Regions from separate parts of the Arachis hypogaea genome. Here region 2 is linked to region 1. Evidence: chromatin contacts called from public Hi-C data. All regions are on one chromosome and are shown on one strand. The core of a region is the stretch at or near the end of the contact, and the rest is flanking DNA. Distances in the headings are between cores, read along the strand shown. Region 1 has its middle 6.6 kb from the start of LOC112726689. Region 2 holds the start of LOC112729621.

Region 1 (4,454 bases), core at 888-3,387:
TGACAAGGTGCATTAAAGAATTATTATTGTGCATCTTATGATCACCAGCTAGTAAATGTTCATGATCATGTCCAAGTTTAATTGAACTAAATTACTCATTGGTCATGAAAGTGATGATGATGATGAGTGATATTAACACAAGTGGCATTGGGATCTGAATTGGGCTTTGTTTAATTAGCAGGTAATGCTACTATGAAGAGTGAGGCTAGCCAGTTAGGTGAGGAGTGATGATTTTTTTTTATATAATGCAAAAAATATTAAAAAATAAAGATATTATGTGTAATACACATTTAATTTCTTCAAAAAATTAGTTACAATCTTCACTCTTTTACCTAATTTTGTTCACTCTTCATTAAAGAAATTTTCTTGTTTCACTGGTTAGTACGTTAATTATTTCATTAAGTACTTCCGATCCAGCCATTATCAATAATTCTTAATTCAAATTTGAGATTTTCAATTTTTGAACTACCAAATTGAGATGAAATGAAACCATAATGTTTATTTTTAATAATTAGAATTAGGAACCCAAATTATATTTTGTAGATAATCGTCTTCTTTTCATCAAAAAAACAAATCAATTGTTAATACACTTAATTGATAAAATTTTTTAATAATTATAATACTATTCTGACTAATTTTTATATTAATAAATTAGACTACAAATAGAATAAAATTTTAACAAATACATATTCAATTAATTTAAATTTATTAAGTAATTAATTTATTTGTTCCCTTAAATTAGTGTTGAGTATTCGAATTTCACTTTTTACATACAAAAATTTATAGACTGGAGCTCATTTATAACAAATTAGTTTTTAATGTGTGTTAGACTAAAGATAATATAAAAAATTTAATACAAAAAGAAAAGAAAAAACAGCTCTAGTACGTGTTGATGATGATCATGTCCAAGTTTAATTTACTCATTGGTCATGAAAGTGATAATAAGTGATATTAACACAAGTGGCATTGGGTTCCGAAATGGGTTTTGTTTTTTCACTATTTAATTAAAAGATCACATAAGCCCTATATACCTTATTAATATCTTAATTTCATCACAAAATAAAACAATGCCCTACGAAGTACTATAGCAACATGCATGAAGTTTCCATACCATATTATTCACTTGGAATGCACATTGCACACGATGCAATTTTTGTCAAAGAAATATCATCGATCTTCCAATAATTTCATCATTTGACGTAATGTGATATAAATGTTACATGTGTAACAAGATATCAAGTCGCCAAAGATCAATCGATCAATCACTTCAAGAATTCTAGTCATTTATTTAATTATATGACTTGAAAGGCTTTCTTACTAGGTGTTTGACATAATTTCAGAATGATGCGAAGGTTAGGAAAATATTAAATGATTGAAGATATAATTATTTATGTATTTTTTTATCAGTTTAAATTTTTAAGAGAAATAATTTTATGATATGATATTAAAATTTTTATAATAAAAAAATTTAAAATTTGATTTTTGTAGAACTCCAAAAAAAAATTCCGCATAAGACATAAAAAAAAAAAACTTATATAAAAATTCAAGTAAACTCAAAAGAAATTCTTACTTAAAGCGATACGTTAAATACATAACTATATCTTCTTCTATAAATTTAAATTTTTGGAAATAGCGATGTTATCATCACTGATTTTATTGTTAGACTAGTATTGAATATGTTGGTATTTTATGACCACTTGCAAGTTCAGTTCTATCCAATATATTGTTGATAAGGATGCTAGTTCTAGAAGGCAAGAGAATCATTCATAATTGAATCCCATCGTATCAGTAGAATAATCTAGGTTTTCTTAGGTTAGGTTTCATGTTGCATGCATACCAAGAAAAAAAAGGAACTAAAATAACGTAAGGACTAATCTTCCGAACCATTATAAAAAACTGGGTTAATTATGCATTAACATAATCAACAAAACTAAAAGTTCATACGGAAAACTAAGTATAGAAAAATTTTCTTCTCTTTTCGTGTTTGTCAACTATGGAACAATTTTTTTAAAGGGATGAAAAAAAATTCTAAGAATTGTGGGCTTGTAAAATTACTAAATAATATACCAACTTACCAAGGCAGTATCTTGGGCCAGTAAAGAGTCCACTTACATAATTTGCACATTTAATTTTGGGCTCTAGCATGTTGCTTGGAACTTGGACATGTTGGGCCAAGTGATTATATATTCACCAAGCTTCCTTCCCTTTTATTTATTTTGTAAAAATGTCCACAATTTTATTTAGGAAAAGTATATGGAACCAAAAATTTATCAGACAAAAATTAAACAAAATCACATTAATTTTAAATTTTTTAAATTCAAAATTTAAAAAATTTAAAATTGATTAAGTAACCTATAAAAACTTTATTCTTCTCTCTCATGTTAACCTATTCACCTCTAACAATCAGACACAGACTCCTCTCTCTCACCATCAAGCCCTCTCCTCCTTCACACCGCGACTCCTCTTCTATCACCGACATCTGACTCGTTGGATTCGCCACCGTCGACAAGAGCCACTTCTTTTTCATGAACCAGATGTGACGATGAACATCTCTTGCGTCGAGAAACAGGGGCGTAGAACTGGGTCAAATCAGTGCTGATTTCATCCTTCCTCGTAGAGAATCGGATTAATTTAATAAAAAAATCTGGGTTCGGATAGCCGCCTTCTTATTCTTCAAAGGAGATTGATCGATGAAGGAAAAAGCATAGGCACCGTTAAATAACACACTGATATTCTGGGGGAGCTTTTTCTTTTATGGATAAGGATGAAAAATATATTATTTTAGATCTAAAAATATATTATTTTGGAATATTAGGTGCTGTTTTGATGATTAAAGAGACTATAAATTACACATTTGATCTTAGTCAAAAGGAGTCTTTGAACAATTACAGAAATATAAAAAAAATATTTATTTAATATGGAAAAAAAACATCCTAATATTTAACAAAAGAAATATTCAGTTATATTTTAGCAAAAATAATTAAATATTTATAAAATTTAAAAAAAATTATGAAATGCTTAAAGAAATAGAGACATTCATATTTGTAATACAAAAAAATTCAAAAAAATATAAAAGAACATCTATTTAGTATGAAAAAGAAACATTCTTATACTTGGCAGAAAAAACATCTATGTATATTAACTCGTAGAGATTTTGAATTCACCCAAAGATATTTGGCTGATTTTTGGCTAATACCCTTTTGGTTCCCTAGCATTGCTCTTTTATTTATTTTAGTATAACCATGGAGATATATAGCTAGCTTAGAGAGTTCTTCTAGGGTTTCGCTTCTGTTTAGGGAGCCATATTTTCTGGTCGAAAAGGCGACAACTTTTCCGACTAGTAGGGTTGTGTTGTCTGAAAAGAATTGAAATCGCGAAATATAAGATTTGTACTTTTAGGATTGTTTTGTAATTTTTCAGGTTTTTTTTTTGGGATCATTGTGCATTTAGAGATACTCATGGGGTCTTTGTATTATATTGTTAAGTAAATATAGTCTCTGTATTGGTGTATACACAAGACAATATTCGAATCCCGACACTTATTTAAGCGGACTAATGAACTAACTACTAAACCAATCCAACTTGATTACTCTCTGACTCTCTCTGATCACATCTATATATGTGGTTTGGTTTCTATTTTCTCTAGATAGCCTCAATCACCAAAACTTTTATTTAAAGAAAAATAAGTAGTGTTAAAAGCTTATTACTTAAATTAAGCAAGCAATGGTAGCGGCTACACTTGAATTGTACAAAAAAGGAATCGGAGTTGGACAAATAATAAAAGGGTTGTGAAGGGCCATGCATGCACAATGCATATCCTGTTAATGGTTTTGTCTCTAGTGTTGTTAATAACATAAAAAAGCAAAAGAAACAACGCACCGTTTGTTTAGTGGGTGTGTCCACCAAATTTTGAGATACAATGACATACTCACACCCATATTTTATATTTGGTTTTTAAATACATAAAATAAGTAAAGATACAATAGTATACATTGATATATAAATACATAAAATTTGTGTAATGCTATTTTATTGAGACACTAAGACACAAAGGTTAAGACAAATTTTTCCACTTTTATCCTTAATAGTAGTGATTGTGATGATTTTTTTTTTTTGGAAGATAAGGATAATATTGATATTTGCAATTTATATTCTATCTTGTGCATAGTTACCAAACAAAATAAAAGTTGTCTCTTTATATATATGTTTTTAATATTTTGTGTATTTGTGTCTATGTCTTCACCCATACATAAACCAAACACAGCCCAAGGGAACCAAATGATACACACACGACAAGCTAAGAAATCTCATCCATATTTAGTTTCCTAAGAGAAATTTCATTCATCACAATCTCTTTAAATAAAACGTGACATTGCTTTGTGTCTTCCCCTATTTTCATTTATCTTAATTTTGTTGATTAATTTAGTTTGAAATTAACTTCCAATTCACTTGAT
Region 2 (4,454 bases), core at 552-3,051, 51 kb before region 1:
GCATTGACAAAGATGAATCCCTTTTGATGAGTGAGCCATCTCCATGCCTAAAAAGTACTTCAAGTCCCCCCAAATCTTAATTTTGAATTTTTTATTAAGTAGATTCTTCATTGAATCAATTTCAGCAAAATCATTGTCTGTCAAAACCAAATCATCCACATAAACCATGATGATTGTAACCCCCCCTCCCCCCGCGCTGTGATTTTGGTGTATAGAGAATGAACCGATTCTGATTTAGAGGAACCAACTGAGCTCAACGTTTCAGTCAATTTTAAATTCCATCGCCTACTATCTTGCCATAGGCCATAGAGTAATTTATGCAGTTTACACACTGAGGTTGCTGCCAATTAAGATTGTTGCAGCCTTGGTGGAAGTTGCATAGACCTCTTCATGTAGATCTTCATGTAGAAAAGCAGTATTCACATCTAACTGCTTGATATGCCATTGCTTTGCAGCCGTCAAGGCTATAACCACTCTCAAAGTTGACATTCGAACCACTGGGCTGATTGTGAAGTCTACACTTTCGATTTGTGTAAAATCCTTGTCCACCAACCTGGCTTTGTATTTTTTGATAGTTCCATCAGGAAGGAATTTAATCCTGAATACCCACTTGCAGCCTATGGCTCTCTTGCCATGAGAAAATATTGTGATTTGCCAAGTTTGATTCTTCTTCAGAGCCTCAAGTTCGCTTTGTATAACTTCTCTCCAGCAAGGATGAGCAACAGCTTCCTCATAGTTACTAGGTACAATATTTGTAGCAACAGCTAAAGAAAAAGCTTTGTGTTTTGGACTGAGTGCATTATAAGAAATTTGCTGCGAAATAGGATACCTACAAAGAGGATTAGTGGAACTAGAAACCGAATTGTTCACTTTACCATGATAGTCCTTGAGATAGGTTGGCAACTTTTTAATTCGTGTGGAATTTCTGAGTTCAAGTGGTTGGGAATTTTGATGTGATGAATTAAACTATGATTTTGTGGTTCTTCAATAATGTGTACTAAATGTGCAGGTTCATTAATCGTGTAATCAACAAATTTAGAATTCGAAGTTAGTGGTGTTAAAAAATTTTGATGGTTTTGGTGATGTGCAAGTGGAACATGAGTTTGAGGCATGTGTAATTGGTGCAGACTGGGAGTAAACGAGTCAGTGTAGTGAGAATCATAGGTGAATGGATCAAAATTACAAGGTTGGTTGGTATGTATTTGCTGTGAAATTTCAGTGCGATTGTGCAGATCATAATCGTGTGTAGAATATGAAAAATGACTTTCATAGAAAATAATATCTCTAGATGTAAAAATTCTTCTGGTTTTTAGGTCAATGAGTGTGAATTCTTTTGTTCCTTCTTCAAATCCAAGGAAAGCACATCTCTGTACTCTTGGGTCCAGTTTAATTCTTCTATTTGTATAAGAGTTGATCATCGGGCAAGACACCAAAAAACTTTCAAATTAGACATATCAGAGATGTGATTGAAAAAAAGTTCAAAAGGTGATTTGTCATTGAGAAACAGGGGCTTGCTGGATCTTGCATCGAATTTACAATTGCAGAAATTTGACTCAAAAAATTTGCAATTGATTGTGCATCCATAGGAGCAGCGGGATTTGATTGATTAGTGGGCATCGTCAATTGAAAAATTGGTGTAGATTCAAGAAATGATTAAAGAATTAGGTATAACAGCTTCAAAATGAAAAGCAAGCAAAAGAGGAAGGTAATCGATAAATTTGGTTTGATTTCAGATTCAGATCTTTTATCTTTGGTCTCGTTGATCGGAGCTGCGATCTCTCCTCTATGCTTACCGCACCATGTGAATTGCACGGTTGGAGAGATTTAGGCTCTCATCAATCTCTGTCAGGTGAGTCCGAGAATAAAGAGTAAAGAACTTGGAGAAGGAAGTAAGAAAGAGATGAACAAAGAGAAAGGAGCAAAATGAAGAAGCTGTTGATAAATTCGAATTGTCAATCAGATAATTAGAGAAGATGAGAAAAAGAAAATTTGGTGAAGATGAAAGTTGTTATTCATTCATCATCATTTTTACATTACATGCTTATCATTATATAATTACACAAGAGCTGTAGTTCTAACAAACGAAACCACATTAAATTAATTTACTAACTAATTAATAACTTAATCTATCTAATTAACTTTATCAACTGACAACTCTAACTAATTAATGCTATCAGCAGCAATTGACTAACTAATAAGTTCAACTCCCTAAATCTATTGACTCAGGTGACAATATACATCAAGATCCTCTTGATCTCATTATATATAAGTAGATAATTCCTATTATATTTATTATATTAATAAATATAATAAATATAATAGGAACTTTTCTTTGGCTGGTGTGGAATTGGCAGGGCCCGGAGCGTGTTAGAACCTTTCTTTGGCTGGTAACCCACAATGCTATTCTTACGAACTCAGAGAGAAGGTGAAGACACTTGACTAATGATGATTCTTGCCCAAGGTGCTGGTGCCATGAAAAATCAGCCATTCATGTGCTTCGAGACTGCCCCTATGCTATGAGCATCTGGAAAATCCTTATCCCCCCTAACGGAAGGAGCTCCTTTTTCAATACCGAGCTCAATGAGTGGTTACTTCAAAGCCTAACGGCCAATAATAACTGGAATTGGCTGTTTGGTGTTGCGATGTTGTCTATATGGTACTTCCGAAATAAGCTTGTTTTTAATGGAGAAGCGGTTCATGTCACCACGGCCATTAACCAGATTAGAGCTCGATCGGAGGAGTTCTTCATAATTTCTAGAAGCAAATTAAAACCACATAATACCCAAGCTGTCGGTGAATCTCTTATACGCTGGTCTCGCCCTGAGGAGGGGTGTGTCAAAGTTAACGTTGACGGTTCCTGGTTTGGTCATACAAATAATGCAGCTTGTGGCGGTGTCTTCAGAGACTCGGATGGGAGATTCTTAAAAGGATTCTCCTGTAACCTGGGGAACTGCTCTATTATGCATGCGGAATTATGGGCAGTTATCCATGGGCTGAATATTGCTACTACTAATGGCTACCAGTATCTTGTTGTTGAATCCGACTCCGCTGAGGCCATTAACTTCATCAATCGCGGATGCTACCCCACTCACCCCTGTGCTCCACTAGTCCAGGATATCCGTGTCTTGGCAGCTAGAATCCATAAAGTCGCTTGGCTACATTCCCTCCATGAAGCAAATTCTGTGACGGATCTCCTTGCTAAGAAGGGATATGAACTCCCTATGGGGCTGCACCTGTTTGATCAAGCCCCCCTATTATTAGCTATGCGCTACTTTGTGACTGTTTCGAGACCCTCAGGTTAAGGGAGTCTTGAGTTTTTTGAGTTTTTTGTTTCTGCTTTGCTGCTTGTTTTGTTTCCTATCTTTGGGTCCTTGACCCCTTAGTTCACCAAAAAAATTTTATTATATTAATAAACAATAATGTGTCTATTAATTTAAACTCTTTAATTTATTAAATATGCACCATAAATAATAAATATGTATGTAATTAGTTAAGATGGTAAACATCTTATATTATAGCTAAAGGATCTCGAGTTCAAATTTTAAAAGTTGCATGCCAAAAAAAATATGAATATACGTATATAACAAAAGAAATTTTAAGAACAAAAACTTGTCTACTAAATTTCTCCATATTCCCATTGTATACATTAGATTAGAAATAGTAGTCAAATATAAGTTATATATAATAGATATAAAATAAACAAATAAAAAAAATTAACATTATAGCATTAAAAACATTGACTAAGATTATTATGCCACTAAACACCAATTATCTAGCTAATTGATAATTAATATACATATTATTCTAGCAAATAAACTATGCTTTAAAGAACAAAAAAACAAATGTGAATATAGTGGATAAAAACTCCATGCTTCAAAACTCAGCAAAACAAAATGCATTGCACCAAAATAGTAGTGAATGTCAAATATGAGACCCTTTAGTACAAGGCAATGATGTACACTAATACTGCCATATGTGTAATTTAAAAGTTCGAGAATTCATTGATGATAATAATGTCACCGACCACATATATGTAGTGTGGCCCCCTGCCTAAAAATGCGGATGAAAATTTTGTTGTGATACTTTTTGGATCAAAGATAAACTTTGCCCGGTTGAATTTTAATTTTAACTCTTAAATTTTATGAGTATTTATGATATCGAGAAAATAAGAATAAATTATTATTTATACCATGAAAGATTCAGACAATTATAATTACGGAAGATGATTTTTGTATGTCAAAAGTATTTAGACGTTGGTTACGCAATTAGTCTGTTAGAGTACTTTTGGCACACATAAGCCATCTTCTGTGGTTACAATTGTCGTTTTATTCTTTCATGAGTACAAATGGTAATTTATTCGAGAAAATAATAAGTTCTATTCTAAAAGAAAATGCATTATATTTGTGTAGTTTTAAAAATAAAAAATTTTAAATTTATCTTTATTTTTGTTGAAA

The links. A called contact is a pair of places that touch in the nucleus more often than the background predicts.
Region 2: a contact with region 1 is called in a Hi-C map of leaf, with 1.7 times the contacts expected there. The contact joins the promoter of LOC112729621 here to the enhancer-like site in region 1. A contact is called at or near these places in 3 of 8 Hi-C or Micro-C datasets (leaf and an unstated tissue).

Annotation. Positions count from the first base shown.
Region 1 is chr12:8,609,009-8,613,462 of arahy.Tifrunner.gnm2.J5K5, reverse strand. No RefSeq gene overlaps it. Among protein-coding and RNA genes, the nearest start is that of LOC112726689, 6.6 kb to the right of the region's middle. Within about 2 kb of position 2,137, at least 3 of the 3 cell types and tissues checked have open chromatin away from gene starts, as enhancers often do.
Region 2 is chr12:8,659,815-8,664,268 of arahy.Tifrunner.gnm2.J5K5, reverse strand. LOC112729621 reads right to left here and starts at 1,801. Exons shown (of 2, transcript XM_025779790.1): 1 at 1,794-1,801; 2 at 325-829. The coding sequence starts at 1,801. The coding sequence ends at 325.